2 separate regions of the Gasterosteus aculeatus genome follow, and region 1 is linked to region 2. A link is a contact called in public Hi-C data. All regions are on one chromosome and are shown on one strand. Each heading gives the region's core, a stretch centred on a gene start, on an enhancer-like site or on the middle of the called end of the contact. The rest is flanking DNA. Distances are from core to core; before and after follow the strand shown. Region 1 has its middle 3.5 kb from the start of LOC120824485. Region 2 holds the start of sox2 (SRY-box transcription factor 2).

What was found. A called contact is a pair of places that touch in the nucleus more often than the background predicts.
Region 1: a Hi-C map of whole body shows a contact between it and region 2, with 5 times the contacts expected there. The contact joins the enhancer-like site here to the promoter of sox2 in region 2. A contact is called at or near these places in 5 of 6 Hi-C or Micro-C datasets (liver, skeletal muscle, tail fin and 1 more).

The regions. Positions count from the first base shown.
Region 1 is chr8:9,129,834-9,132,533 of fGasAcu3.hap1.1, reverse strand. No RefSeq gene overlaps it. Among protein-coding and RNA genes, the nearest start is that of LOC120824485, 3.5 kb to the left of the region's middle. Within about 2 kb of position 1,428, at least 2 of the 9 cell types and tissues checked have open chromatin away from gene starts, as enhancers often do.
Region 2 is chr8:9,032,895-9,035,667 of fGasAcu3.hap1.1, reverse strand. sox2 (SRY-box transcription factor 2) reads right to left here and starts at 1,313. Exons shown (of 2, transcript XM_040184071.2): 1 at 1-1,313. The coding sequence starts at 767. The region is part of intron 3 of LOC144411368 (a long non-coding RNA gene); the gene reads right to left.

The DNA.
Region 1 (2,700 bases), core at 179-2,678, 97 kb before region 2:
GGAGAGCCGCTGGTCACACATCAAGGCCTGCAAACAAAGAAGCCAAGAACTCTCCTTCCTCTCCTTCCTGCATCCCTCCATCTCAACAAACACAAGTTTCTTTTCTCACAGGAAGAGAGTGAATCCAATGCTGCGGCTGCCTGACGGAGCGGTTAGCTCATCTTAGCATCAAGGTGTGAATATTATTTTCACTAACGATATAGAGGCGCTCAAACATCGTCTATATCGTGTTGTGGCTGCTTAAAAACCCATGCAGGCAGTTGTCAGTGGCTGAGTTGTGACTGTGATGAACAGGAAACTAAAATAATGGTAAAATGGTATGATTAATGTAAAAAAGGGAATCCACAGATTTAGATTCAGTTAAAAAGTAATGCAAAACTTTATAATAGAGCCTAATGTTTGTGTATTTTGTTTGTATTACCAGCCTAAATTTCAGCACACAATGAAGCAAAATCCAAAGTTTGGATAAGTGCGACATGTCTACTAACTGATTTAGCATTGAAATAGAATTCAACAAGTGATTTAAGAAGGTGAAATATTATGTACCAACGTGGAACTAAAAGGACAACAAACATAAACAACTGCTCTAAATTAGTATAGTATATACTATATGTAAAGTATACAGTTTTTTTTATCAGTGTTGCCCACATACTTTTACTGTATTTCCCCAGTTCTATTGACATTATGTCTAAATTTGCTGTACTTTAAACTTCAATCACTGATACTTTTAGCGTTGGCTCAGACTAAAATGTCGCATTGATAATACAAATTTTACCAATAATGTGAAACATGGCAAATTGCTACTTCCGCGTCACTAATAACAGTTATTACCAATCAAAAAGTAAGTTGGCGTCTTTGTGGTATCATCACCTCTCGGAGATTGAAGTTGAATTGTCAAAAAACTGCATCCCACCTCCGTCAATCTGACTGATCTTCACCAGAGTTATTCATCATCTTCCCACACTACACTTTGGTATCTATAGTGACAAAATGACAGTTTAATTCACTTCCCACTGCTCTGATTCGGAACTCTGAACACAGTTCGTTTCTCACAAGAAAAGAACCTCACACATCTGTAAACACGCTGCAGTTTAAGTAAACGCCGCAACGAGTGCGTACAAATACTGCCGCGTAGTCACATGACAACATCGCGTCCTACTAACCTATCCACCACTGTGTGTTTTCCTTCCGGTTGCTAACTTTTGTGGGACTCCCATGAGCCCTTGCCTCCTTGTGCATCACCTCTTCTCCTTCCACACCTCCTCATCAACCCCTCCTCCCCCCTCTTCCCTCCCTCCCTCCCTCCCTCCCTGCATAGCACCTCCTTATCCCAATCAACCCTCCTGCTCCCTGCATTCCTCCCTCCTGATGTCAGACTCTAAATGAACCACAGTGTGAGCGTGTGTGTGCGTGAGTGTGTGTGCGTTTTCATGTGTGCTAAAGGGTCAGGCTTGGTTGCCAGGACGATAGGCCCTCCAACAGCTTTCTGCTCCGACGCTTTGAGCCGTGAGCTCTCCTCAAAGCATCATGGGAAAACAATTAAAACCCTCTCCAAATCTCTCGCCCTCCTTCTCTCTCTTTCCCTCTCTCTTCCTTCCCTCCGTTTCTTTCTTTCAGACACTCTTCACTCTTGAGTTTCTGCATGAATTGGAAGCAAGTTCTTTATTGTGTTTTCCACCTGAGATGTTTCTTATGGGAGGATATCGTTGGGCTTAACTCTAAACGGCAAAGTCTGAAGGCTGTGTGTGTGTGTGTGTGTGTGTGTGTGTGTGCGTGCTTGTCTAGTTTCAATTCAATCGTTGCGCTCTGTATTTCATTTATTTTGAATCTAAGGCCCTTTGTGACTTTGTGAATGGAGTTAATAATGCTATTCTTATTAGTTTTCACTTAAGGTAAACAAATGACTCCTACTTTATTGATTTGACCAGATTCACAGTGCAGAGTTTGATTATTTTATGTTAATTTTAATAAGATTGCTCTTCTACATCCTCCACTGCTATGCAGGAAAGGCCTGTATGGGTTCTAGTTAAAGATCTCCATTGGGACGCTAAATAAAGGTGTATCGGACACCAACAGTATCTTTAACGGCAAAAGCATCACTTGCTCAGGACCCGGCAGAGGGGCTTGCACATAGTTCTATGGTTCTATTTTTTACTAAATTGTTTTAATGTTGCCAACGGCCGCACACAAAACAGAGACACAATACACAATGTGTGAACAATGCATAGGAAAATCTATGACAGGAATATGGAGGAAACGAGACAAACAAAAGGGCAGTGAACAAAACGCAAAAACAAACAAACGTAAAATAGATAGTTGGACGCCTTAACAAAATTGTTGTTTTTTTAGTTTTTGGGAATGATATTTTAAGCCTTCTTATTCAGGCAGGAGCAGCTGTGAGCTGAGGAGAGAATGAGAAATTCCTTAATTGTAACTGGGATCAAACCATAGGATGTTGCAATGACTCATCCTAAACCCAGAGGCCACCTGATATATCCCAGAATGCTTTGCTTCCTGAGCTCCAATCAAAGCAGTTGTGCGTCTGTGAAGGTCCATCTCAACCATCCCGGTGATAAGTTCTGAATGTTTAAAAAACATTTAAAACAGTGGAAAGGGAGAACTAAATGTGCAATTAAACCAATCGGGTTTTCTTAATTACATACAGAACAACGCGTCTATATTCGACGCAGGCTTCCCCCG
Region 2 (2,773 bases), core at 64-2,563:
CTGGAGCTGCTGGACTCGGACTTCACCACCGAGGAGGGCCCCATGGAGCCCAGGGCGGTCATCCCCGGCGTGCCCTGCTGGGAGTAGGACATGGAGTATGTCGGGGAGCCGTTCATGTAGCTCTGGGAGCTGGCCATGGTGTTGTACTGCAGGGCGCTCATGTCGTAGCGGTGCATGGACTGCATCTGGCCCGGGTTGTGCGCGTTCAGCCCGGGGTGCTGGTAGCTCAGCTGGTCCTGCATCATGCCGTACCCGCCGTTGGTCCAGCCGTTCATGTGCGCGGCGTAGCTGTCCATCCGCTGGTTCACCCCGCCGCCCAGCCCGGCCCCGACCCCGACGCCGACGCCGGCTCCCATCCCGTTGCCTCCCGCGGACAGCAGCCCGCCGGGCAGGGTGTACTTGTCCTTCTTCATCAGCGTCTTGGTTTTCCGCCGGGGCCGGTATTTGTAATCCGGGTGCTCCTTCATGTGCAGGGCCCGCAGCCTCTTGGCTTCGTCGATGAAAGGTCTCTTCTCGCTCTCCGACAGAAGTTTCCACTCCGCGCCCAGCCTCTTGCTTATCTCCGAGTTGTGCATTTTGGGGTTTTCTTGCGCCATCTTCCTCCTCTGGCCCCGGGACCACACCATGAAGGCGTTCATGGGTCTCTTGACCCGCTCCGGGCTGTTTTTCTGGTTGGGGCCGGTGCCGGACGTGTTGGTGTTGCCCGGGCCCCCCGTGTTGGTCTGGGGAGCCGGCGGCTTCAGTTCAGTCTCCATCATGTTATACATCGGGAACAGCTTTCAGTTGGGGCTCCCGCGCAGAGGGGGGGGAAAAATAAAAAGGAAAACAACAACAACAATAGCAACCACCCCGCTCACGCGCGCACGTACACACACACACACACAGAGAGAGACAAACTCCACAAGCCAGAGGCGGGACAGTGAGGGGTGAACGGGCTGCTGCTAAAAAAAAAAAGTTACCTTTCGATTTTTTCTCTGCAACTTTTTCTCTGGACAACAAAAAAAAAACAAGCACCCGAGCCGCGTCTCCTCTGTCTCACCCTCTGTCTCTCTCTCTCTCTCTCTCTGTCTGTGTCTGTCTCTTCCGCTCGGTGAGTGCTTTTCAGAGCGCGCGGGTGACGAAGAGCCTCCTCCCGAAAGGTCCCTCGCTAGGTTGTGTCCACAGAACTTCTCCAGCCGCTCCTCCGAAAAAGAATCAACACACTGTACTTTTCGCCCTCCGTCCGCCTGAGCCTTGACAACTCCAGATAGTTTTTGAACAAGTTAATAGACAACCATTCATGTGACGGGGCTGTCAGCGAATAAATGGCTTCGAGGCGGCCAATCAGAGCCGGCCCGCTCCCTCTGACACGCCAATGGGAGAGACGAATTAGCATAAATGGGCGGGGTCTGCTCTGCCCCAACGCACACACGCATACTTGCGATATCAGACCGTCCATATGAGCCAATGTAAAGTGCAAATATACCATCCGCAGGCTCGTGGGGATGTTTCTATGAGAATGTATGCACGCGGTTTACAAACGTTTTCTTATATTTTATACAGGGAGTTTCAACGTTTGTCGGCAATTGTCGAATGGCAGTTTCGTTTTGCACACTCAAACGAGCAAATTACGATTACAAACTTTAATAATGAACACAAAATATATGTTTAAAGGCTAAAAAAATTCTGACGTGTTCCGAGATGTTTTCTATTTAAACGCGCAGTCTAAAACGCCTAAATCCCCAAAGGTCACAAATCAAAACGGTGACATGAAATTAGATTAGAATAAAATAGATAAAAAAGTGTTCAACAGAGTCCTTGAATGTTGACATGAATGGTGTCAGTGTCAACTTGTGTAGAACAGCATTGTTCTCACATTAGGTCCCGCCCGTGACCCGTCTGTTGTTCAAAATCAAAAAGTAACTAATGCCCCCACTTAAGGCCCCAATAACATAACAAGACTTAAATAAACTTTGTTAGTTAACTCAAAGCATTGAATGGCGGTGTTAGAGTGTGAATGTGTGTGTGTGTGTGTGTGTGTGTGTGTGTGTGTTAGGGGGCTGGTTGCCACGACTGGATTTTTAGCGTTGAAAAGAGGAAAGGTAATCCAAGATGCCCCCCCCCCCCCCCCCCCCCCCCCCGTCCTTTTGTTTAGTGAAGTTGAATGCCAGCACACAGAAGGCAGACGGGGCTCATCTCAGCACAAATAAGCGGTTTTTGTTTGGGATGTTGTCGCTACATCTGTCCGGACAAAGACCCAACTCCACTCCACTTCCACCGCCACAGTGCTGCTGTTGTGGCCGGGGTTTTGTAGGTGGAGGGGGGGGGGGGGGGGTAAAGGTGAGGAATATGTTAAGATAAAGTGTGCTTGAACAAAAGCCACGGCTCATTCATCTGAGCCCGAACAGGCGTGTCGGCCAATTAGTGTGAGCGAGAAGGTGTCGACTCACTCTATTCGGGATCAAACCGACGCGACTGCGAATATTATCAGAGGGATAAAAAAAAAAGAAGCAACTCCTCGTCTTTAAATCAGAAACAATTCCCTCGTAGGGTTTTAATGTCGGACAACTAAAGTTAGCAGGGTTGGGAGTTCTGGTGCCACTGGCTGTGCTCCGTTTCCTGAATCCCCATCTAAAGACCGGGCGTCCTGCTGCGTGGCACCAGCGCCGACCACTGGACAAAAGAGGAACTGCAGGCAACCCCAAAAGCCCAGACAGGTTTATCTATTTTCATGGAATGGCAGATGACTTTAGTCCAGTTAAATGTATATTTATATGTGTGTGAAATGCAGCAA